7 separate regions of the Mus musculus genome follow, and regions 1, 2, 4, 5, 6 and 7 are each linked to region 3. A link is a contact called in public HiChIP or PLAC-seq and promoter capture Hi-C data. All regions are on one chromosome and are shown on one strand. Each heading gives the region's core, a stretch centred on a gene start, on an enhancer-like site or on the middle of the called end of the contact. The rest is flanking DNA. Distances are from core to core; before and after follow the strand shown.

Region 1 (3,216 bases), core at 150-2,649, 860 kb after region 3:
AGGAAAACGGAAAACTTGGGGGCAGGGGTTGTAGGAGGAGCATGCTAGCAGGATACTGGGAGCCTGGTAAGGGAATACAGAGAAAAGGGGACCAACTGTGGGCCATGGAGCAGGGCCTCCTAGAGCTTCGGGGTGAAGAGCCTTTTAGATCTATTCTGACTAATCGGTAAAGGTTGTTGGGTACCTGTAACATATGCTGAAAAAGTTCTCGCCCGTGGCCATGCCGTTGCACCGACTCGTGGATGTAAAAGTCCAGAATGCAAAGGGGTTCTACCTCATTGTGAGCCTCCCGGTCATCCTAAGAGGTCAAGAACACATACTCATTAGGAGCCATGCATCTTCTTCATTGTCTCCCACCCCGCCCCCATTTCTTCTCTGACACCAGTGCTTACAAATGGCTAGTTTGCAGTGACACTCACCAGTACAAAGAGCTTCTTGTATCCAACTTTGAGGAAACCAATAATGGCTCCTTTCCCTGCCCTGTGGGATGGGGGAAATAATGAACCAGGCAGGAGCAACTGTCTGGGAGAGATTGTAAAAGGGAGGTAAGAAGAGTTTGATTCACAGGGAATAATGACAGTAAGACTCACGGTCGGGCTGAGGTGTCCTTCAGTATGTAAATAACGTGCCGGTTGCTTTGCATCCTCAAAGCGCTGGTGATGGGTGCAGGGAGGTGCTGCGCCTGCAGAGATGAAGATCTACTTTGTTTGGCTCCTTATCTGCCACCCATCTCCCTTTCCTCCTCCTAGAGGCGCCCCGTACCTTGGCAGAAGCCTTGCCCAGCTCATCTACAATAGTCATGATTTGCTGCTGCAGATCCACACTACAGAGAGAGGGGCCCGGTCAGACACTCGCTAGGTTACAGCATCGTGTAAGTCATTCCTGGCAGCCTGCTTGGCTCCCACCCAGGCTCCTCCACAGGGTCTCTGACTTTGCTTGGAACTCTTCCTCACCTCCCACCTCACCTCACCCCTCCAGATCCCAAGCTTTGGTTTCACAGCTCCCGTGTTAAGGTTACTGTGACGCGGTAGGAAGGGCGGGTCAACTATAGCCTCTTGTTGAGGCCACATTAGGCCAGATGGTGAAAGGTTACAGATGTAGGTCTATTAACCCGGCTAGATCCAGGGTCAAAGGTCACCAAAACACAAGTAAGACCGCAGGAGAAATGGCCAGTAGTCAGTGAGAAGGGGGCGTGGTTCCTGGATCAGGTTTGGAGAGGAACCGGGACAGAAGGGCCATGGGTCGGGTTTGAAATGTCACCGGGCCGGCGTTGTGGTTCCGGGTCGGCGGGCCGGAGGCCGCAGGTGCTGGTCCAGCACGGTGATCCGCTCCGGGAACAGCGCATCCACATCGAACGGGAACTCCATGGCCCATTGTGCGGGACCAGACACGCCCCACACAACGTCACTTCCGCTAAGAGGGCCGGTAAGTCTTTATCTCTAGGACCCGCCCCGAGGGCTCGCCCCGCCCCCACCATGGTTTCACAGTGCCTGGGAAACCCCATTTTTCTCTAGCAACAGTTCTCCTTTTGTAGGTCTGTGCCCCTGAGATGCCAGGGCAACCAAGTATCCTGCCCTCCCAGTGAACAGCTGAGGGAACCTTCAGAAGAACCAGTCTCACACCCCTTGGAGTTGCGGGTAGACCACACTCCCACCCCACCTCATAGACTTCACACCCACGTTTTGAACAGACAGCCCAAAGGGAGTCAAGAACGGGTGAAGAGACACAGCTTTATTGTATAAAAGCTGAGCCAGGAGGTTTAAATCAGGGACACACCATCAAGGGCATACACAAGAGTCTCCAGTTTATATGTAAGTCCTCACCAGTTACCCATAAACATCTAGTCCCCCTCAACGTCAAATGTGCTTTGTTCTCTTCATGCCAGCCAGTTCCCTATAGGGTCTGCCACTGTCACAAAACAGAACCCTTTGCAGGACACAGGATACCACGTAGCCCTAGACAGTACTCCCTTGGTCTGACTTCCCCAGGTCACAAGTTCTAAGCACTCTGGGAGCCTGGCTGCTCAATGGAGGATTCTGCTGGTGGTGTAGTGGGCATCTCTGGCATCGACTCAGGTGGCGGGCCACTTTCTTCTAGGAGATTTCCTTGATAGAGTCGGCGAAGGCGAGACAGCTCTCTCTCTGGTGGCTGTTGCCAGCTGTACCATGGGTACCAAGGTTCACCTGACAACAGTGTGGGGGCTGGTGGAGTCACACTGACAGCTCCATGCACAGTACCAAAGTCAGCATCCCGGGGCTCAACCTGGGGGACGTAGTAACTGAGAAGACCTACGGGGTTAAAGGAAATAATGGTGGATGAGGAAGGGCAGGTCAGACTCAAGACAAGAAAAAGGCACTACAAGTCGAGGGACCAGTCATAACCACCAAGCACATTCCAGCAGCGCATACACAGCACACCCTGCCAAGGAGACAGAGAACAGGCAGGGCACTGCATGGGCTCTCCCTCCTCACTCATCCGTGCAAAGGTGCTGTATAAGCCAGGTCAGAACCAAGAAACACAAGACTGTCAAGATTCAGGAGACAGAGTAGTCTGAAGAAGGAATGTTCCTTCCTTGTGTTTCCTGAAAGATCATCTCAATATGTACTCTTAGTAGCCTGGAACCTACAGCTGTTACTTCCGAGTCCAGCAACTCACCCAACGTGGAAAAACTAGGAGTCTGCTGAGTACTTTCTCATAGACATGGGAGCACGTAAGCACCTCAGAAACCCTTGCCCCTTGCTCTCACTTACCACACTCCCTGGCTTTCTGGATGGCCTGGGTCAGCTTCTTGTGCTGCTTCATACAGACCCCTACGGAGAGAAACGTCAACCTGGACAGCGTCCCACACAGCAGCAAGTCTTCTACACAGAGACAGCTGACCATTTAATGCCCCAGGGCCCTGACCTGTATCTGCCTGGATGTCCAGCCACTACAGAGATGTCATGGAATGACAGAGCCTACAGATGGGCCAGAAGATGACTCAATGACAAATGTGGTTAAGGCTGACTTGGAAAATCCACAGAAAAAGATCTTATAAGAAGTGATTTCAAATTAGGGAATGTGACAGAGTAGCAATTATTCCCAGCTCCACTCTGTAGGCTGACAACAAAAAAACTCTGACAAAAGGGACATATCGCCGGGCATGGTGGCACACGCCTTTAATCCCAGCACTCAGGAGGCAGAGGCAGGCGGATTTCTGAGTTCGAGGCCAGCCTG
Region 2 (3,500 bases), core at 775-3,274, 650 kb after region 3:
TAGCGCCTTACTGCCTCTCACAGACATTTTCCTTTTCCTTTCTTCATTTCTTTTCCTTTTAGCTCCTGACCCTCCTGCCTCTTCAGCACACCCTATTGGCCTGTGTCCCACCAAGACCAGCTCACACAATTCCTATCCACTCTGTACAGATCTTTTTTGTTTTTTCTTGTATGCCGCTATCCTGTTTAGATTCAAAGAATGGAGTTCAGTTTTGCACCAAGACGTTCATATCCTGGAAAGGCTGTTTCAACTCACTTCAGCACCTTGAGCCCCACCCCCACCCCCGTTTTCTGCAAAAAGAGAGATAAATAGTCTACATGAGAGACTCTACAGTCTCCAGGATTTTGTTGTTGTTCCTGGACCCTGCATTCTTCCCTGGGGTCTTTTTAATTTTTATTTATTTATTTATTTGTTGTTGTTTTTTTCGAGATAGGGTTTCTCTGTATAGCCCTGGCTGTCCTGGAACTCACTTTGTAGACCACACTGGCCTTGAACTCAGAAATCCGCCTGCCTCTGCCTCCCAAGTGCTGGGATTAAAGGCGTGCACCACCACGCCTGTCTAATTTTATTAAGTATTACCTGGACCTCAAGTAGCTTTAAAGACAACTCCTCCATTAAATTCCATCTTCCATCATTTAAAAATTAAGGACCGTTCATGAATTTCCGTGTCATGCTTGTATAGGGGCCGCATTAGTCTTCTCTGTATCTTTCCAATTTTAGTATATGTGTTGCCGAAGCCAGCACCACTCCACACAGATCTTGACATCTTCTGTGTGTGCGTTTGATTTCTTTGTGTTGCTTTGGGGCGGGGAGAAGGACTGGTTAGTTGCTTGGGTTTTGTTGTCTCACTGTGTAGCCCTGGCTAGCCTGGAACTCAGAGAGATTCTCCTGCCTCTGCCACTCGAGTGCTGGAACTAAAGACCTGTACTCCTAACAGCAAGATAGTTGGTTGGGGTTTTTGTTTGTTTGTTTTGTTTTGTTTGAGACAAGGTCTCAAGTTCAACTACGATGCCAAGGAAGGCTGACCTTCAGTTCTTTATCACCAGAGGCTAATTACAGGTGTGTGCCACAAACCCCGAGGTAATCTATAAAGTCAGATCTCACCATTTAGCGAATACTAAACGGCAGACACAAGCTCCTATAATCAGAAGACAAAGTGAGCCACACGCAGGCCCTGAGGTACAGGATCCTCAGAGAACGGAGCCACCCACCCCCAAACATCCAGAGTGACTGAGCCAGAGGGAAGCCAAGAGCAGGCAGGAACAGGTGGGACTCAGGTGGGAAGAACAGCAAGAAAAACAAGGACCATCTCTCCCTGTTCTCAAGCATTCTACTGTGTGTGACCTGTCCCTACAGTGAGTGCCACACGAGTCTGGACACACCTCCATCCTTCTCAGCCACTCAGTTGTAGGCCAGCCGGGCGGTGGCTGGGAGAGGGGGTGCTGAAAAGAATTGCCTGGCCAGAAAGGGAGCCTGGGAGCGTTGCTCATTGGGCGGTGACCTCGTCTCTTGGCACAACCCGGCAACCACGGAGCGTGGCTGGTCTGGTAGGTTGGGCGTCAGGCTGGCTCCCTCTGGCCTGGGCAGCTTAACCGAGCATGTCCGTAAGCATGGCACCGGAGGTTGAGGGGTAGGCACCGATAGGATGACTCAGTGGGCTACATATGCGCGCACCTGTCCTCTTGGAGTTAGGTTCTCCCCTCACCCAAGAAAAGAGAGGTCCTCGCTCTCTTTTCGGAATAGTTTCTCGGAAAGTCAGGACCCTCTGCTTTGGATGGAGAGTCAAAATCCCGGGGCAGCAAACATAACTGGGGTTCCCCAACCCGCTCCCCTTGCCTCTTGCTCGTCCCCGCCTCAGTCCCTACCTCTCATGGCTCTCCGGGGCGGACCCGGGCGTCAGGCCCCGGCTTGGGGCCTCCTCGGCGGCGGGGCGCGGGAGGGGAGCGCAGGCGCCGGCGGGGCTCGGGTGTCGGGAGGCGGCTCCCGCGAGCAGCTGTCGGGGGCCTGTTCCGGGGAGAGGAGCCAGCGCGGGGCCGGATCGCGCCCAGGCGCCGCCTCCCCGCGCCCGTCCCCCGCCGGTACTCCCGCCCCGGCGCCCGCGCTCCCACGCCCGGCGCCGCCCCTCGCTCCTCTCCTAGTGCGGTACCCGCCCTGCAAGTGCTCCCCAGCGCGTAGCCTCCACTAGGTGATCCGCACGCCCATCCCCCGCCACCCCGATGCTGGGGTACAGCAGCACCATCAGGGGCCCGCTAAGCCCCCTAGGGACCCCGCGCGGTGGCTCGGGGGTGGGGAGAGTTGGCGCCGTCCCTCCTCCCCTTTTTCTGGGCTCGGTTCCTGGAGAGAGGGAGAGAAGCACGGAGAAGCGGCCCCAGGGCACGCAGGAAGGAACGGGTTCCCACAGGCCCAGCACCGGAGCGAGAGCTGCAGCCCGGCTGGGGGAAGGGAGCCGGGCTCACCTGTCTAGCCAGACCCTCTAGGTTCACACTCCACCCCATTTGTCACCATTTGGCACACACCCCTCCTCCGGATCCCAACCTAAATCACTCCCCCCATCCCCGCGCGCCCCAAGTCTGAGAGCCGGTCACACTCTTTTAGTCTCAACTTTTTTCTGTTCCCTTCTTCCAGAACCTCTCCCCAGCTTGGCAGCTCCCTCCTGTCTTCTCAGGATCCCTGAGATTCAAACCCCCAAGCTCCGGATCCCCCTGGGATCCCTGCTTCATCCAGGCTAACTCTGCAGTCTTTCTCAGGCAAGCCTCCCTCAGTCCCAGTCAGTCAGCTCGGTCCCTGGTGGAAGCCGCAGAGTCTGGCTTCTGGCAAGGAGAAGGGCAAAATGGAGCCAAGACGAGGTGGGGGTGGGGGAGGAAGATAGATAGGCGCCCTGAAAAATAAAGACACTGCCCAAAGCACAGGAACGCATGACCCAGGGATACAAGGAGACAATGAACGGAGAGAGCTGCTGAGCCATGGACCGGAGAGATAGAGGCAGGGAGGACAACAGAGCTAGTGTGGGAGTGTGGGAGGTGTTCCGTCCCATTCAGCACCACCTGTCATTCCTACCTCTCTCCAACGCCACCCCCCCCCCCATACCTGCCAAGTCCCCGGATAATGTCAGGTCACAGTAAAGTCTCCGGTCTCACCACCCGGTTACAAACACATCCCAACTGACTCAAAACTCACACCCAAAAAGCATTTCCAAAGAGTCTCAAGAAAGACACGAAGTCCAAACAAACCAAGACAAGTACACACAAAAAACCTACCAGGAAGATAAGCTGCCCCTAGGGAGAAGCCAAGGCAGGCTGGGTCTCCAGTTTACAAACCCAGGGACGTTCCAGCTGCTGAAGGACCTGCTAATGGCTCCCATGGCCACTGGGAGAACTGCCTACGACCTTTTCACCTAGACCTTAGGGGACACCCACCCCGACTCCCCAAATCACCTACCCCTCTGCAGACAGCGATTGGAAATCTGGGTCCTGCAGAGACTGGGCGGGGTGTGGAGCTTG
Region 3 (3,402 bases), core at 505-3,004:
GGGTGTGGGAAGCAGCTTCCAGATAAGAGTACATGAGGCAAGGTTTCTGATAATAGGAGCTCCTTTCAGAGAAAGGACAGAGGCCCTGGGATGGGGGCTGGTAACATAAAAGGAAGGAGCTACCAAAATCCACGCTTGGCAGAAGTATGATTTCAGGTCCCTTTGGCTCTCTGTGCTCCTCGGAGGCTGTGGAGGCAAGAGGCCACAGTCTTGTACAGTTCAGGCCTGTCATTGTCCCATGCTCCCTCCCAGCCAAAGATTTAGTAGTCTATTTCCATTTCCCCTTCTCTATGCAATCCTTACCAAGCTTCCCTAGAAATCGAGTCATAGCCTCATCCTGTTTGGCACTTGTGACAACAGACTGGGGGTTGATTTCATCCAGAACTTGAAGAGAGAAGGAAGGTGCCTGATGAGTCGAAGGATATCTCCACTGTGACTAAGAGGAAAGTGGTGGCTCTCTTCCTGCCACTGTCTGTTCTCCTCAAGAATTTATCATCTTAGCCAGGCATGGTGACACATGCCTTTGACCCCAGCCCTTGGGAGGCAGGGGAATCTCCATGAAATCAAAATCTGCCTGATCTACACAATAGGTTTCAGGATAAACCAGAGCCACATAGTACATAGTGAGACCCTGTCTCAAAAAAAAACCAAAACCAAACTAAAGTTATTTTATGTCTGTAAGGGATGGTCTGCACACTGGGAGCGCAGTGGAGGAGACTTAGTAAAGGCACGGTGGGAAGGAACAAGAGTGTCCTGGAAACTATCACTAAAATCATGGTTTGCCAGGGACAAAATCTGTAGCATTTCACATACAGTAGGTACCTAATAAAGTTGTGTTGAATAAGTAATTCCTAAATCAGGTGACTATAAACTACATGAGGATGTATGAGTGAACACACGTCCCACCCCAGAGGAGAGGAATGCAGGGCTCTGTCGCACCTCTCTGGAGAAGCTTTAGGCTCTCGTGGTCTGGGGCATCTGGCATGAAGTGGATAGTGGAGTCACTAGTGTCATAGTAAGCAATGCCCAGGTATCCCGAGCTCCACAGCACGCACAGATGGATCTGTCCCGCGAGGAAGGAAAGGGGATCGATATCTGAATCCCTCGGAAGGGCATGGATTGGTCATCCCTTATTATTAATCATTTAACCAAATCTCGGAGATAGGCACTCATGGGGAGTTTAGTCAACGTGAAACGGGGTCGGCTCAGCCTCTCCCAGCCCTCCCAACTCCGCGGACACCTCGGCGGGCTCCTCCTCGTCCTCTTCCTCGATACCTCCAGGCCCCGCCATTGGGGGCTGAGGGCTGGGGAAGCTGGCTGAGGGGATTCCGGATCTGGGTCCGGGTCCCGGCGGCGTCCGGCCTGGGGTCGCTCTGAAAGCCATGGGCTCGGCGACTCTGAGGACATGGGAGGGGAAGGAGGTCCAAAAGCAGCATTCAGCAGGCGGCTGGTGCGCGGGCTTTCAGGGGACAGGCGCGGGGGCTGCCCCTTTAGGTTGGGAGCAGCTCCGAGCTACTGTCCCACCCTCATTCCTGTCACTCGAAGCCGTGCTTTGGAAGCTCTGACGGAGCGCGCTGTCACGTCAAGTCTCTCCCGCCACCCACGCCCTTACAGCCGCAGCGCGCTCTCCTGACCCACCCCCACCCCCTCCCCCACCCCCACCCCACTGGAGCCGCCAATTCGCAGCACTTTCCCGCCTTTTCCGTCACCTCAGCCGCGACGATCCACCTCCCTGACCAACCGCCGCAAGCCTGCAGCCTGTAGGCGTGGGCCGCGCGCGCTCGCCCCGCCCCCTTAGTGGCTGAAAGGGTCTGCTTAGCCATCCAACGGGAAGGCGGTGAGGACGCTAGATGTCGATTGGTCCGTTTGCATTGGGGGCGGTGCTAGAGTGTTCAAAATTCCCGCCCTCTGCCGTTGCTAAGCAGCCGTGTCGCAGAGCTTTGATTGATGTTGGGCGGAGCCCGCCCTAAACTAAGGTCCCCGCCTGGAAAAAGGGTCTGGGCCACGGTGGAGAAGGCCAGAGCCCGGAGGCCGACCTTAAAGGGCCAGAGGCAGTCTTCCTCCTTCCTGAAGAGTGGAGAGAAGCAACATTAATTCAACCTGTGCCAACAGCAACAACTCCGTTAATATTTGTACCCACTAAGTTAATATTTATAAAAAACTCAGAACAGTGCCCAGCAAACAAAGTAAGCGCTACATGAGTGTTTTAAATAAATAAGTGGAAGTAAGAACTAACTCCTGTTTCAGACCTACTTTGCCTGTTTCCTGATTGCAGGAGATGATCACCAACCACAGGAGCAACACGGGGCTTGATTATTTTGGAACCCCTGAAGAGGAAGTATAAGTATCTGAAAGACACTAAATTCTGAAAGTAGACCTAATTAGAACACATACAACCATACTACAGTCCTCTCACCCCTAAGGACACAGGGTATCTCTGACTGATGATCCATCTGGATGGGAAAGAAGGAGAAGGAAGGAGTTTCTGAGGGAAAGAAAAAAAACCATACTTTACAAAACAATAAACAAACAAACAAAAACTTCAGTGCTGGCTTAGCAGGTAAAAGTACCTTCAATTTTGTACCCAGATTGTCCTCTGTCCTCCATACCTGTGCTGCTTGTACACACACACTCACACTCACACTCACACACCACATAATTTTTTAAAAACTGTCCTAGCTACACTAAACTAAGATCCTGCCTGAGGTTCAGAAATGGCATGAGGTGACCTGGCTCTGCTGATCAGCGACTGGAAAAATCATCTCCAAAGGGGAGCAGGTCTAAGGGCTGGGTTAATGGTTACTCTTGGCAAATTATTGAGCAATGGAGTTATGGAAACCTGGAAGAGGTTATTGGTGACAGCTCTGGGGAGTGGCAGAGAGGGACACACCTTCCATTCTGGGGTATGAAGAGATTAGGGACTGGTTTACCAAGAAGAGGAAGGGATCAGACCCAGGAAGAGAAGGCAGCAGAAGAAAAGAAGAGCTGGAGAAAGAAGAAGTGGGAGCTCAGAGATAAGATGGCAGTCTACATTTTTTTTTTTTTTAATGCAGTCCTGGCTTCAAATCCAGGAGCACTGCTGGGTGATCCCAGGACAGAGCAGCCTGGAAAATAAAGGCAAGATAACGCATTTGTGTGTGCGTAGCAATTCAGGCAGCCACAGTCAATAGTGATGATCAGAGCAGCTGCGGCCATAAAGACAGCCAAGAGAGGCAGCCAAACCTGTTTGAATCTAAAGTTTCTCCCAGCGATCTAACTGTGAGCAGATTGCCCGCTGGCCACTTGCTGACCAGAGGGAAAAAAGGAGGTGTCTGGGAAATAAGGCTTCATGGAAGCCATCTCTCTTATCAGTGGGAAGAGGCTCTGGTGCAGATCTCAAGGGTCAGCATAGAGGGAACATTC
Region 4 (3,160 bases), core at 62-2,561, 810 kb before region 3:
AATTCCATGCATAATATATACATCATTACATTATCTTGGTAAGTATACTGGCTAATTTTACTTTGTGCATGCATGCACGTGTATGTGCATGTGTGTGTGTGTGTGTGTGTGTGTGTGTGTGTGTGTGTGTGTGCTTGTCAACTTGACCTAAGCTAGGTCATCTGGGAAGAGGGAACCTCAATTGAGAAAATGTCCCCATCAGATTGTCTTAGGCAAGTCTAGAGGACATTTTCTTTTAATTGACTATTTATTGATGAGGAATGGCCTGGCCCACTGTGGGAGGTAGAGTCTTGGGCAGTTTAAGAAAGCAGGCTGAGCAAGCCATGTGGAGCAAGCCAGTAAGCAGCTCCCTTCTGCTTCAGTTCCTGCCTCGAGGTTCCTCCCTGAGCTCCTGCCCTGACCTCCCCCAGTGATGGAACATAAGCTGCTGTAAGGTGAAATAAGCCCTTTCCTTCAATAGCTTTCAGCCTCCTTCTAAGCTACTGTGAAGTAGCTTTGGCTGTGGTGGTCGTCACGGCAGCAGAAACCTGACCAAGGCAGCAGAGGTCAATTAATCGATTAATTTATACTTTTTCCCATAATATTTTCAGCACAGTGTCATTTATTATTATTATTATTATTATTATTATTATTATTATTATTATTATTATTATTGTCATTTTGAGCCAGGGTCTCACTCTGTAGCTCAGGCTACACTCGTTCTGCCAGCTAATGTGTTCTATAGAATCCCATCCCACCATCTTACTGACTTGGTCCCCAATGCTTCCTTCTATTCTGTCTTTATGAGTATATTTGCACGATTTTATTCTTTTGAGAATTATGCCTTCCTGTTTGTCTTTCTGTCTTTGTTTTCCTCTTCCCTCCTCTCCTTGCTTGGCATACAAGGCACAGCACAGCCTGTCTTCTGCTTTTGCTGACGAGCTGCCATCAACCCCCTTTAAGCTACAATCCACAAAGCTATTTACATAGTTCAGTACCCTCTGCAGTCAATGTCAGTCACTCTCTAGGAAGGGAGACCTGTTGGTCAGACTAATTCAGGGACCCTACTAAGTGAAGGCAGCAGAATACACAATAAACAACCTACTTTGTTCTAGGACCTCATACTCTGTAGACTTTTCTCTCCCGATGCTGGTCCATTTTCCCACATTTCAACAGCCAACACTGACTCTCCAGGTAACCAGTTCTTGGCTTTTATCACACAGTGTTAGCAAAGTGTTCTGCCTAGCAACAAATGATGCAAAGTCTTCGCTCTTGATTGGTTAACAGTGTGAAGGAGGCTGCATAATTACCTATCTATTTTTTTTTTCAGCTGTGTGGAAGACAGCTCTATTCTAAATAGGTGTATCAGTCTCTTCATTGCCCCTTTGTCCCCTCCAGAATGGGCGCTGGGAGGGCCCCCTGGGTGGTGGCTCTGTTGGTGAACCTCATGAGGCTGGATTCCTTCATGATTGAAGGCAGAGACTCCCCAGGTAAGAAGAGAGGGGTTTGATTCTGGGTGTGGTTTTCTGGAATTGGCACGGGGCTAACTCTCCCCATTCTCTGTGGACCAAAGTCTCAGACTAGAGTGGCTCTGACTTTAAAGAGTCCCCCCAGCCAGGTGGTGGTAGCACACGTCTTTAACCCCAGCACTCAGGAGGCAGAGGCAGGTGGATTTCTGAGTTTGAGGCCAGCCTGGTCTACAGAGTGAGTTCCAGGACAGCCAGGGCTACACAGAAAAAAACCCTGTCTTGACAAACCAAAAAAAAAAAAAAAGAGCCCCCCCCACCCCCCCACTGACCAGGAAGCTCATGCGCTCCTCAGCACCCACAAAGAACTGCCTGGAAAGGTCTTCTCACACCCAAGACACAGATACCAGGGGAGTGAGGAGGGGAGTGAGGGAGGGAGGGAGGAAGGAGACATTTTCCCCTGTTGGGCTCCTTGTGCATCAACATCAGACACTAGAACCTTGAAAGCCGGAGTCTGAGCAGCTGAGCTTTCTCTACGAGCATCTACTCCTTTTATGGCTTTCTGGTGAAATTGGAAATCACATCTCCAACTATTAAGCTCCTGGTTAGCGTTCAGCATCGTCCTGAGAAGTTTTGAGGTGTGAGTGAAGTTGAGAGCTCAGACAAGTTGAGTATGTTAGTTATCTTTGGCCTCAGGTTGCTGTGTACAGCTTGTTTTTTCACTGGGAGACGGGCTATGCAAACACCAGCGTTGCTAGACCATGAAAACTCAGGCTTGTGAGCAGAAAACAGGATGTGATATGCTAAGAAAAGACTCCCCTCTAACGCCAGTCTCATTAAATACAGAAGAGGAACAAGCCTAGGAGGGGCATCCGTTTTCTCGGAGAACAAAAACCGCTCTGAGTTTATCACGTCCATTTGACAAATGGGGAAAAAAAAAAACAGCACGGAGTTTTAGATGATGATGAAAACCCCATATACTTTCTCTTTAGCTTGTAAAGAGGGAACAGAGAAGGGTAGACATGCTGAGGGACTGGAGGCTGGCACCTCGTCTGAACTCAGTGGCCCTCAGAGGGGCCTGGATGGTCATGGAAGTCATTCTCAGGGGGTGGCTGAGCACTGCTGGAGGAGACTGCTGAGCTTAGGAATAAACAGACCCACAGCTCATTATCCTTCAAGTCGCAGCTTAGCCGCTTCATGGAGGTCTGCCTGCTTTATCATTTTCAAGCGCACAGAACTGAGCCACAGCACGCTGTCATCACAAGAAGTCTTTCTCTTCCTGTCCCGTCTCCTTCCTCTTCTTCCCCATGAATACCATTCCAAGTTTGCCTTCAACATGAGTGTAGTGTTCAGAAACATAGAATGGGCCGAAAGATGGCTCAGTGGTTAAAGCCACTTGCTGCCAAACCTGACAACTTGAGTTCAATCCCTAGGAACCACGTGTTAGATAAGGGGTGGGGGAGAATAACAGGGGAGGGGGAGGGGAGGACAGGGAAGATGGGGATGGGGGAGAAAGGAGGACACAGGGACTGTGGGGGACAGGGACAGGTACGAGGGGAACCAGGGACAGGGGGCACACAGGGGGTGAGGATGGGGAGACAAGGTGAGGGAGGGGTGGGGGAATAATGGGGAGGAAAGACAAGGGGGTTAGGGATGGGGATTGGGAAAACTGGGGTGGGGGACAGATGGGGGTGGGACATGACATGGGGACTGGG
Region 5 (3,096 bases), core at 421-2,920, 930 kb after region 3:
ACTTTTAAATTTTATAGACAGTGTCTTATATAGGCCAGGGTAACACTGAACTCTGAGCTTTCCTGCTGCCAGTATGCCTGGTCTGTGTGCTGTTTACAAACGCTTACCTACTCTAAGACCATGAGACATGGTTAACTTTTTATAAGAATGTTTATTTTACAATCTGCTTAGAATTGGTGTTTTTATTTGGTACGACTATTACAAAGTCAAAGTTCATAGTTTTACACACAAAAAAAGTCCAATTGAGACAACTTTGTTTACTGACAGAACCACTTCGTTGATTTCATCTTTACACAGAATTCTGTGTTCATATATCTACAGGCCTCCGATTGCACTCAGATAGGGTCTCATGTAGCCTAGGCTAGCCGGTCTCAAATTTGCTATTGCAGGAGAGGCTGGCCAGGAACTCCTGATCCTTCCACATGTTAAGAACTTATGTTGACATTCTGTGAAAACCACAATGTCATAGCTACTGCAGCTTTTCACTAAATCTTGCTATGCCCTCTCACTTTGGTCTTGGTAGTGTCCCATTTAGAGCCTCTATAATGGAGAACATTTATTTCTACACACAAATAAAGACAGACCTAGGAGTTAATCTGGAAGGAAAGTAACATTTTGACAACACCGTATTTCCAAACGGTTAATATATGATCCCTCATTTAGGTACACACAATCCCTGGGCTTTTGTTTAAGTCTTTAGGGGTCCATCCCTTCTCCAGGGCTTAAAACATGAATCAGGGCCCAATTTCTCCTCACCTGACTTGGGATCACCAGGCTTCCCGTTAGCCATGGGGGGAGGGCCCAGAAGGCTGGGTGGTCCTAAGAGCAGACGTGAGAAAACAGCCATCAGAACGGTGCAAAGGACTGATCACCTCGTCCTTACGTGGTCTTATAACACTCAGTTTTTAACCAGGTAAGTCATATATCCACTCAGCAGTGCCGCAAACTCTCACCCCGTCCATCTGCCCGTCCCTCTGCAGAGTTGTTTGAGAGTCCATCAGAGGGTAACAGAGGTCTCTAACAGCTCTTTCCTCACAGTGCTGCATCCACAACATGCCAGTGATTCCACGTACCCCAATCCCTCACCTTAACTGTTGGCCCATCATAGTTTTTTTCTCCTCTCCTTCCCTCGGGGGAGTAGTTCACAGAAGGTTGACCTAACCAGTGGAAGTGTGGTCACAAATTGTCTTCCCGATCATCACAATCTGTAACATCGCTGCCACCCCTCTCCCCCCGCCATTCTGCGGTTGCGCAAGCCAGATGTTTAGCCGAGCCGCCACCTCCCCTGCCTTCTCCAGAAAGGATTAGGAGCCAGATTGAGGTTGAGGGTTCAAGCAAGCGAAGCCCTCAATCCAGGTTCCACCAGCATCCCTCCCCCACCACGTCCCACCCCACCTCCACGCGTGCGCCCTTCCTCCTTCCGTTGGCACCTCCTCCCCCGCATTTCATTCTATCCTAGCCCCCTGGCCGGCTGACAGGCGTGTGCACGCCCTGCCCCTCACCCATGGGGCGCTCATCCTCCTCATCTCCAGGCTCGTCCCGCTCAGACAGTGCGAGATGTTGCTGCTGCTGCGGCAGCGGCGGCGGCTGGTCCTGCTTCTTTCGTTTCGGCATAGCGGCTGCGGCAATGGCTGCAGCAAGATTTGGAGGGCAGTGAGGAAGGGGCACACTAGCTTTCCTTCCGCTTCCGGGTGGGCGATGGGCCGGGTGACCGAGGCGCCCACCATGCCACTTCCGGGAGGTCGTGGATGTGCCGCGGCCGTTCGCTCCTACAAGGTGCCTCGCTCACCCCGCCGCGCGCGTGGGGAAGCTTTGCTCCCCCTTGTGCAGTTCCTCTCCACGTGGGAAAGCACCACCCCATTCCAGTGAGACACCGGACAGGCTTCGGGACTCTGGCGGCACGCGAGAGGCCTGTCGCATCCTAAGGTCGCCACATCCGGGCCCCAGTTACCATGGCAACAACTACAGCCACAACTCCGTGCTCTCTGACCTCTCTCCAAAAGTCCTTGTCCCGCTCGCTTTTCCTCCTCACCCGCGCTCGCACGTGTGGCCAGTGAACCTGCCTCTTCCGCAATCTCCTTACCGAGTCCTGTTGCCGCAGGCCAGTCCACGGGGCAGCCAGTCCACCGGGCAGCCAGCGCAGTCCCGGCTCTCCCGCCAGGGGCCATCCTCTCCAGGCGGCCGCGCGGTGGGGCGTGTCCTCGCCCCGTCGCCCGGCCCCCGCCAGGTGAGTGGCAGCTCCCGGGAGCGCCGGGCGGCGGTGACACGCGTCCCCCCTCCCGCGACTGCCACTTGGTAGCGCCCGTGACGGAGTCGGCTCGGGCCTCCCACGCGCGTCTCCCGCTCGCCGCACCGTGCATCCCGGACCCGCGGACTCTCACGTGCCGCCGCTTGCATCCCCGCCGCCCCGCTCCCCGCTCCCCGCCGCTCGCTGCTGACGTCACCGCGGCCCCGCCTCCCCAGGGCCCCGGGCCGCCGGCGGGGGCTGCCCCGGGGAGTCAGTTGCGGCGGCGGGGAGCTCGGCGGAGGGCGGGCCGGGGCTCCGGGGCCATGCCGAGGAAGAAGCCCTTCAGCGTGAAGCAGAAGAAGAAGCAGCTGCAGGACAAGCGGGAGCGGAAGCGAGGTCAGGGAGGGGGCGGGGCCGCTGCGCAGCTCTGGAGGAGGGCTGTGCCGCGGCACCGCGGGCGGGGGGTGGGTGGGTGGGCTCTCGCGATCCCGCGTGGGCTGCCACGGTGGGGGTTTCCCGCAGCGGCGGGACGGGGAGGGGTGGAGGGTGGGGGATGGGAAACTCTGCTTCTGCTTCTGCTGCTGCTGCCACAGGGCGCTGTGACGACCTCCAGGCCCATCCGGGACGGGGTTGGGGCGCGCGGTTGGGAAGATGGAGCCTCTGGAGAAGTTGGGTCGGCTGAAGAAGAGCTTGTCCTACCGGCTCGGGGGGCTTTAGGTCCCCTAAGAACCGGTCTACACCGGCGTCACCGGCCCCTCCCCTCAGGGCTCCAAGATGGGCTGCGCTCCAGTTCCAACAGCCGCAGCGGTAGCCGGGAGCGGCGGGAGGAGCAGACGGACACGTCGGATGGGGAATCCGTGACCCATCAT
Region 6 (3,338 bases), core at 835-3,334, 820 kb after region 3:
ACTGGGCGAGCCCCTGTCCCTGAAGTCTCCTCGGGCTCTGAGACTCTTTTCCCACCTTCGACACCCAGTGTGTGTGGAGCTGCTGACTGTGCTGTGGGTGGTCCCCACCTTGGGCACCGATCGGCTCCTCCTGGCTCTTCTCTTTACCCTCTACCTGGGCTTGGCTCATGGGCTTGACCAGCAAGATCTCCGCTACCTTCGGTCTCAGCTACAAAGAAAACTCCACCTTCTCTCCAGACCTCAGGATGGGGAAGCAGAGTGAGGAGCTAGTTCTAAGCCCTGAATTTACTTCCCACCTCAAAATCAAATCCCTTAGTATCCAGACGGAGTTTGCTTCAGACCGCGGAGGAGGTTGGAAGTCATGCCCTGAAGGGGCTGTGCCCTCTCCTGCTGGAGAACTCAGTTCCTGAATCTTGATCCTGAATTCTTATTCAAAGTTTCCTCCACTGGTCTTCAAGATCCGCCTCTCACCAGCCAAGAATGGTTACAAAACTCATGAGTCTCCTTTTCTCTTAGAGCATGACCTCCACACACACTGGGTCAGTTCACACAGGGGAGCACCTCAGCTCACACTGGGGAGCACTCACTCCCCTGGCACTGTTATTGGCTCTGCACCTCAGGGATTCCCTTCCATGTTTCCACCTCAGGGAGCTATGTCAGGGCCTATCTGAAAGTTTATAAGTAGTGGCTCTTTTGTACCGCGGCTGTGCTTCCTCCCCACTCCTGCCTTAGTTTCTCCTTAGGTCTTTCCCTACAGCTCTGTGTGGTCTCCTAAGGCGACGTCTCCCGATTTTAACTCGGGTTGACTCAGGGCTCCCTGCTCTCCCAAAGGATATGCGCTGCAGAAAAAATAAAATTTTATACATATGATATCCACTTGTCTGTCCATGACTCTCAAGCCGCAGAACCAATTGTGGGAAGGAAGATGAGACCTAGTTTTTGCGGTGATAGCCGAGCACTCTAAAACGATCGCAAGGCTGGGGCCACACCCCATGGACCCGCCCCATCTCTCAGTCGTCCAGTCCTGTTCCCTCCAAATATTAGTTTCTCCGCGTATAAATCAGGGAACCCACGGGAGACAGAATAACTCTCTGGGAGGAGAGCGAACTCCCAAAGCCATTTTGCCTCAGACCCCAGGGCCTGGCAGCCGCCTTCTCTGCCACGGTAACAAAGACTGGCTAGGGAAAGAAAAAGCGTGGGGAGGAGCGGCGAGAGATGGGAAGGGCGGGTCCGACTCCAAGCAGCTGCCGCTTCCTCCCCATGTCCCTCAGGGGGCCTGAGTCACGGGCCGCCGCCCCGGGTCGGCCAGCTGGAGAAGTGGGTCTGGACACCCCGCTTCTTCGGGGCTGCAAGGAAGGAAGCGGGTGAAGGTCTCTGGAGACAGACAACGGAGAGCGAGGGGATAGCCACAGCAAGAGAGAAGTCCCACCAGAGTCCACGCGGGAAGGAGGGCAGCGAAGCCCCGCCCTTCGCCGGGCTCCTCCCTGCGCCCCCTTCCCTCGCCCCATTGTCCGTAGACAAAGCGGTCGCCGCCCCCGCCTGGCCCCCAGTCTGCGTCTCCGTCCCTCCTCTTAGGCTCCCTCTTCCCTCCTCCTCTGTTTCCCTCCCTCCCTCCGGATCTCCCTTCGCCTCTCTCCTCCTCTTCCTCTCTCCCGACGCCTGACTCCACTGCACCTCCTCCTAGGGACCCCGAGGCGTGTAAGTTGACTATGTGGCTCCCACTTTAAGAGAAGTGCCTCCTGGCTCCAGATCTTCCCTGGAGTGTCTCCCCTTTTGCATAGATTGTCCCTTCAGTTCCCTCTGGTGCACAACCCTTTGGGTCAAGGTCCCCTGAGAGCCGGCTCCCTGGTTGGGGAAGACAGCAGAGGCGTGATGTGGGTCCTCGTCGCGCCCGAGTTCTGGAGCGTATCCGGTGGGGAGGCCGGCGAGATTGTAGGGACTGAACGCGGCTGGACGCCAGGGTTCTGGGAATGTACGGGGCTGCACACTTGCTCGGGTACCAAAAGTCCCCAAGGAGGGTATTTCCCCTGACCCGCCTCGGGGGCGGGAAAGACAGTGGGGTAGGGGCCGGACTGAGGGGCGGGGCCGAGCGCAGCCGGGAAGGCAGCCGGGAGCTGCGGGGGCCCCGTGCGAAGAGGCGCCGGCGCCCTTGCCTGTTTCCCGGTCTCCCCTTCTACCCTGGACCTCTGCCCTCTACATCTGTCCTCACCTCCTCACCTCCTGCCCGATCTCCTCGCCCTTCGCCGTCTGGTTCCCTGTTCTTCCCGTTTATCTCCCCCTGCGTACCGGGGGAGGCAGTCTTGACTGAATCCGCTCACTTCTCAGCCCCGGCTCCTCCGGCTCCTCTCTCTCTCCTGCTTTTCCTCTCTCCCCTTTCTTATATCTTAGGGACGGTCTGGTGCCCACAAACCCCAATCTAGCTCTGCCTCTGCCCGGAATCTCGACTCTTCCTCTCCCACTATCCCCACCCCCAACTTGGCACCCAGCTTTTCTCTTCAGTTTTTCAGTTCCTGACTCTTTTGCTGTCCTTCCTTTCACGGCCTTCCTCTATCTTCATTCTTAATTCCACTGTCCCCTCCTGCCCTTCTTCGTCCCTTCCCGCATCACTTCCTCCCCCAACCCCCATTCTCAGTCTCCGGGCTCCTCTGAAGCTTACCCTTCCTGTTCCTGTCCCCCAATACTCTCTCCTTCACTTCCAGTGACCATGACCGCTATCCCAGATTGGAAGCTACAGTTGCTAGCCCGGCGGAGGCAGGAGGAGGCAGCGGTTCGTGGCCGCGAGAAAGCAGAACGGGATCGCTTGTCCCAGATGCCAGCCTGGAAGAGGGGAATCCTGGAACGACGCAGAGCCAAGTTGGGCCTGCCTCCTGGAGAGGGGAGCCCTGTGCCTGGGAATGCTGAGGCTGGACCTCCAGACCCAGATGAATCTGCTGTCCTTTTGGAGGCTATTGGACCAGTACATCAGAATCGATTCATCCAACAGGAGCGACAGCGGCAGCAGCAACAGCAGCAGCAGCAGAGAAACGAGGTGCTTGGTGATAGGAAGGCTGGGCCTCTGGAGGTTCTAGAAAGGAGATCAAGTCCTGGTAATTTAAGAGATCAGAGTCCTAAGGGAAGAGAGTCCAGAGAAGAGAGGCTAAGTCCCCGGGAGTCCAGAGATAGGAGGCTGGTGATAGGGGGAGCCCAAGAGTCAAGTTCGAGGTCTCTTCGAGACTGGAGGCAGAGCCCAGCAGAGGCCAGAGACCTGAGTTCCAGACCAGCAGAGGCTCAGAAATGGAGGCTGAGCCCTGGAGAAACTCCAGAGGAGAGTCTGAGATTAGCGGGTTCTGGAGATGACA
Region 7 (3,247 bases), core at 463-2,962, 850 kb before region 3:
GCTGCAGACCAGGGATATCGACAATGTGTCCCAGCCCTGGAAGCACAGGGGTCCCCTGAACTGTAATGTCTGTGTGTTTCTCCAGGTCCAGCGGCTCCTGTATGAGAGCCCCAAGCGGGCTTCTCGGACGGTTCTTCTTATCACCCAGCAGCTCAGCCTGGCAGAGCAGGCCCACCACATCCTCTTTCTCAGAGAAGGCTCTGTCGGCGAGCAGGGCACCCACCTGCAGCTCATGAAGAGAGGAGGGTGCTACCGGGCCATGGTAGAGGCTCTTGCGGCTCCTGCAGACTGACAAGGCCTCTGGACTGCACACTGCGTGCTGTCCCCCTCCTGTCCTCTACTCTGTGTGACAGAGAACCTGGGAGCAAAGATATTACCACACCCACGGAGACAGTTGAGGAGCGGAGGTGCTTGTTACATGAGAAAATGTAAACTCTAGGAGATACCCGGAATTTACCACGAATGTGTTTCCCCGACCCGCTCCCTATTAGACGGGGTTTCAGGTACCTCACACCAACACTGAGCTGCTAAATCTCCGGTCTCCACCCTCCCGGTGCTGAGCTTGTATCACAGCATGCACACACAAACCTGGTTTATGTGGCGTTGTGATAGAATGAGAAGAAACGCCCAAAGTGTACAGAGAGAAAGGACAAGCAGCTTGCAATTAACCAAAGGCATAGGCTGGCATTTGGGTGTTCTATGGGTGTTTGATATTTGTAATAAAACTGGTGTTTTGTACTGTGGCTTCTCCCGTTTCTTAGCTCCCGCAAAGTCCTAGCTGAGTTAGTCAGCCCCCCCCCCCCCCCCAGGACAGTGTCCCGTTCTTCTTCAGAATTCTGTTTTACTTCTGGGTCCATCAGCTTTTATTTCCTGGGGCTCTCATTTCTCTTTACTGCTCACCCACGGACTCCTAGTGCTGAGCTGGACCGGGCGGCAGCCCCTCCCTCTCCGCACCCCAAGGCAGCAGCAACTGCATCTTGGAGTCCTTCTCTTCCTCGCTGAGGCTGGAGGAAGCGCGGTAGCGCCGCGGGTGGGGACCCCAGAAAATCAGACTGGATAACCTCGCCCGCCCGTTCAGATTCTTTCATCTTCTCCTCAGCGGCACACGCCGGGATAATCTCAATGAAATGGATAGGATTAGCCAGTAAATCTCTTCCATTCAGGGAGGGCCCGGTGTGTGACGTCAGCAGTTCCTGGGCAGATAATGTCCATAAAGGTTGCAAAGAAGAGGTGGGGTTGAGGATTCAAGGAAGGAGCGCGCAGCCCTGACTTGCGCGACGTGAGCAGCCCCGGGCAAGGGCGCGTCCTCGTGGGTGGCTCAGGGTAGTGAGACTGTTGAACCAAGAGGGGCCCTAGGAGGGACACATGAAAAGGCCCGACTGAGTCCTCTCCTTGGTTCGTCTTTCTCCGTTTTTTCCTGGTTGTCCCAGGACCTAAAGACCCCTGTGCATCCATTTATCGCATTTTCCAGTTTCTATAAAATGATGCTCATTTATTTGAGTGCTGCCCCCATCCCCAGGACGCACGCCTAGGTGGATCTGCTCAATACTCCTCTCAGGTTCCAACGTTCTAGACAACCTCTTTAGGAGATAGGACCCTATTCAGTCCTCCGCTGTTCCCAGAAGATGCCCCCCCCCGTCCCCCGCCTGTGGGTCTTCACGCACCCCACTGCTAGGCGGCCTCCGAAGGCGCACCTCTTCTTCCACCCCACAGCCCATTCTCTAGCTGGTTTCACTGATGTGGCAGCAGGAAAACTCGTCCCCAACACATTGTTTTAGTTCAGACACCCATTAACTGGGCTCTACTCGGAAAGGGCAGGGGATGGGGGTGGGGGACTGGTTCCCTCCCCTTGGTACTGTGGCTTTCGCTTTCACTTCCTTGTCGCAGAGTCGACGGATCTTCGGGGCCAAGTGGTCATGGCGTTACTGGATCTGTGCGGTGCCGCTCGGGGGCAGCGGCCCGAGTGGGCTGCCCTGGATGCGGGAAGCGGGGGTCGCTCGGACCCGGGACACTACAGTTTCTCCGCGCAAGCTCCGGAGCTCGCACTTCCCCGGGGAATGCAGGTGAGGACTGTAGGGCGTTCTGGAGAGATGCAGGAGGTGGGTGGTGGTGGGTGGCACAGAGGAAGGAGTGTCTGCCTGGGTCTGAGGAGGTGAGGACGCCAGGAGGGGCCGTCCAGGAGAGCAGCATCGAGGCTAGCCCTGAAGAACCAACGTGGAGATTAAGGCATGGGAAGGCGGGAGAAAGGGGTGGGGGAGGGACAGAAGGAGAGAGAGTCACGCACGGAGTTGAGACAGCGAGACTGAGAAGATGGTTGGTGCCAATCCCAAGACACAGTGCACAGACCACCATGCCTTCCACAGACTCACTGCTAACTACTACAGGGGCTGTACAGTTGTCTTGGAAGACCTATGAACTTTGGTGGCCTTACTTGGTCTCAGCAACCCACCCTGTGTGTCCTACGACACATTAGATGGCCTAGGTCTCAAGCCCCTCTACTGTAAAATGAGAGCAAGTTATTAAAATGTGCTTTCGAGAACCAAAGGAGCCACGGATTAGGAAACACCTTGAAGTCGCCTACCATGACCTTTGTTCCCACGTGCTGGAAAGCAGAAAGCTGGTGGGCTTAAATCCTGCTTTTCTTTCTTCGGAGCTACTGACATCTAGAGTCTGCAGACCCCTCCTCACTCTGCCACCCTGCCAGGAGCCTCCTAGCACTGAGGTGCCCCTCTGCCTCTTGCATCTCTTAGCCCACCGCATTCCTGAGGTCCTTTGGTGGTGACCAGGAAAGGAATGTTCAAATTGAGATGGCCCACGGCACAACCACACTCGCCTTCAAGTTCCAGCATGGCGTCATCGTGGCTGTGGACTCCAGGGCCACTGCAGGGAGTTACATTAGTGAGTATGTGTGCTCCATGTGTGCTCCAATGGTCCGACTCGTGGAGCTGTTCCCTCAGTAGAGCAGAAGGCCTGGGCCGAAGTTCAGACAGAGCTGGCATTATAGCACACTGAGGGTGGGGGTGGGATGGGGGGTGAGGGGTGGGTGGGGAGCTGTGGGCTCATTTCTTTGATCTCAAAACTCTTCCAGGCTCCTTAAGGATGAACAAAGTGATCGAGATTAACCCTTACCTGCTTGGCACCATGTCTGGTTGTGCAGCCGACTGCCAGTACTGGGAGAGGCTGTTGGCCAAGGAGTGCAGGTAGGCCGGTTTTATCATCTCATTTGTTCAGCCCCTCCCCCGTCCCC

The links. Promoter capture Hi-C pulls out the DNA fragments that hold promoters and counts their contacts. HiChIP or PLAC-seq counts read pairs in DNA pulled down with a chosen protein or histone mark.
Region 1: a contact with region 3 is called in a promoter capture Hi-C map of erythroid cells, with 8 times the contacts expected there. The contact joins the promoter of Atat1 here to the promoter of Msh5 in region 3. A contact is called at or near these places in 3 of 39 promoter capture datasets (cranial neural crest, erythroid cells and frontonasal cranial neural crest), 1 of 115 datasets of contacts at active chromatin or transcription factors (pancreatic cancer cells) and 1 of 9 other capture datasets (liver).
Region 2: a contact with region 3 is called in a FOXA1 HiChIP or PLAC-seq map of pancreatic cancer cells. The contact joins the promoter of Ddr1 here to the promoter of Msh5 in region 3. A contact is called at or near these places in 1 of 39 promoter capture datasets (cranial neural crest) and 1 of 115 datasets of contacts at active chromatin or transcription factors (pancreatic cancer cells).
Region 4: a promoter capture Hi-C map of liver shows a contact between it and region 3, with 3 times the contacts expected there. The contact joins the promoter of H2-Ob here to the promoter of Msh5 in region 3. A contact is called at or near these places in 1 of 39 promoter capture datasets (liver) and 1 of 9 other capture datasets (macrophages).
Region 5: a promoter capture Hi-C map of cranial neural crest shows a contact between it and region 3. The contact joins the promoter of Prr3 here to the promoter of Msh5 in region 3. A contact is called at or near these places in 1 of 39 promoter capture datasets (cranial neural crest), 1 of 484 Hi-C or Micro-C datasets (B cells) and 1 of 115 datasets of contacts at active chromatin or transcription factors (pancreatic cancer cells).
Region 6: a contact with region 3 is called in a FOXA1 HiChIP or PLAC-seq map of pancreatic cancer cells. The contact joins the promoter of Ppp1r18 here to the promoter of Msh5 in region 3. A contact is called at or near these places in 4 of 39 promoter capture datasets (the C10 cell line, the HPC-7 cell line, cranial neural crest and 1 more) and 2 of 115 datasets of contacts at active chromatin or transcription factors (bone marrow-derived macrophages and pancreatic cancer cells).
Region 7: a promoter capture Hi-C map of pre-B cells shows a contact between it and region 3, with 2.1 times the contacts expected there. The contact joins the promoter of Psmb8 here to the promoter of Msh5 in region 3. A contact is called at or near these places in 3 of 39 promoter capture datasets (cranial neural crest, liver and pre-B cells), 1 of 484 Hi-C or Micro-C datasets (B cells) and 2 of 115 datasets of contacts at active chromatin or transcription factors (bone marrow-derived macrophages and memory CD8 T cells).

The regions. Positions count from the first base shown.
Region 1 is chr17:35,908,669-35,911,884 of GRCm38.p6, forward strand. Atat1 (alpha tubulin acetyltransferase 1) reads right to left here and starts at 1,400. Exons shown (of 13, transcript NM_001142744.1): 1 at 1,261-1,400; 2 at 763-823; 3 at 591-682; 4 at 420-480; 5 at 185-298. The coding sequence starts at 1,367. It overlaps Mrps18b (mitochondrial ribosomal protein S18B), which reads right to left. Exons shown (of 7, transcript NM_025878.2): 6 at 2,751-2,810; 7 at 1,712-2,288. The coding sequence ends at 1,999. Gm16279 (predicted gene 16279) reads left to right here and starts at 1,067. Exons shown (of 2, transcript NR_167681.1): 1 at 1,067-1,425; 2 at 1,535-1,852.
Region 2 is chr17:35,698,566-35,702,065 of GRCm38.p6, forward strand. It overlaps Ddr1 (discoidin domain receptor family, member 1), which reads right to left and starts at 2,025. Exons shown (of 18, transcript NM_001198833.1): 1 at 1,866-2,025. LOC115488883 (a small nuclear RNA gene) reads right to left here and starts at 744; the gene lies at 638-744.
Region 3 is chr17:35,044,991-35,048,392 of GRCm38.p6, forward strand. It overlaps Msh5 (mutS homolog 5), which reads right to left and starts at 1,755. Exons shown (of 25, transcript NM_001146215.2): 1 at 1,710-1,755; 2 at 1,241-1,397; 3 at 940-1,063; 4 at 304-384; 5 at 124-186. The coding sequence starts at 1,384.
Region 4 is chr17:34,237,594-34,240,753 of GRCm38.p6, forward strand. H2-Ob (histocompatibility 2, O region beta locus) reads left to right here and starts at 1,312. Exons shown (of 6, transcript NM_010389.3): 1 at 1,312-1,469. The coding sequence starts at 1,379.
Region 5 is chr17:35,977,625-35,980,720 of GRCm38.p6, forward strand. Prr3 (proline-rich polypeptide 3) reads right to left here and starts at 1,671. Exons shown (of 4, transcript NM_145487.4): 1 at 1,503-1,671; 2 at 757-819. The coding sequence starts at 1,614. It overlaps Gnl1 (guanine nucleotide binding protein-like 1), which reads left to right and starts at 2,331. Exons shown (of 12, transcript NM_008136.2): 1 at 2,331-2,623; 2 at 2,993-3,096. The coding sequence starts at 2,551.
Region 6 is chr17:35,864,531-35,867,868 of GRCm38.p6, forward strand. It overlaps Ppp1r18 (protein phosphatase 1, regulatory subunit 18), which reads left to right and starts at 2,085. Exons shown (of 3, transcript NM_175242.1): 1 at 2,085-3,338. The coding sequence starts at 2,705. It overlaps Nrm (nurim (nuclear envelope membrane protein)), which reads left to right. Exons shown (of 4, transcript NM_134122.2): 4 at 1-870. The coding sequence ends at 262.
Region 7 is chr17:34,196,483-34,199,729 of GRCm38.p6, forward strand. It overlaps Psmb8 (proteasome (prosome, macropain) subunit, beta type 8 (large multifunctional peptidase 7)), which reads left to right and starts at 1,713. Exons shown (of 6, transcript NM_010724.2): 1 at 1,713-2,063; 2 at 2,751-2,898; 3 at 3,089-3,200. The coding sequence starts at 1,917. It overlaps Tap1 (transporter 1, ATP-binding cassette, sub-family B (MDR/TAP)), which reads left to right. Exons shown (of 11, transcript NM_013683.2): 11 at 86-743. The coding sequence ends at 292.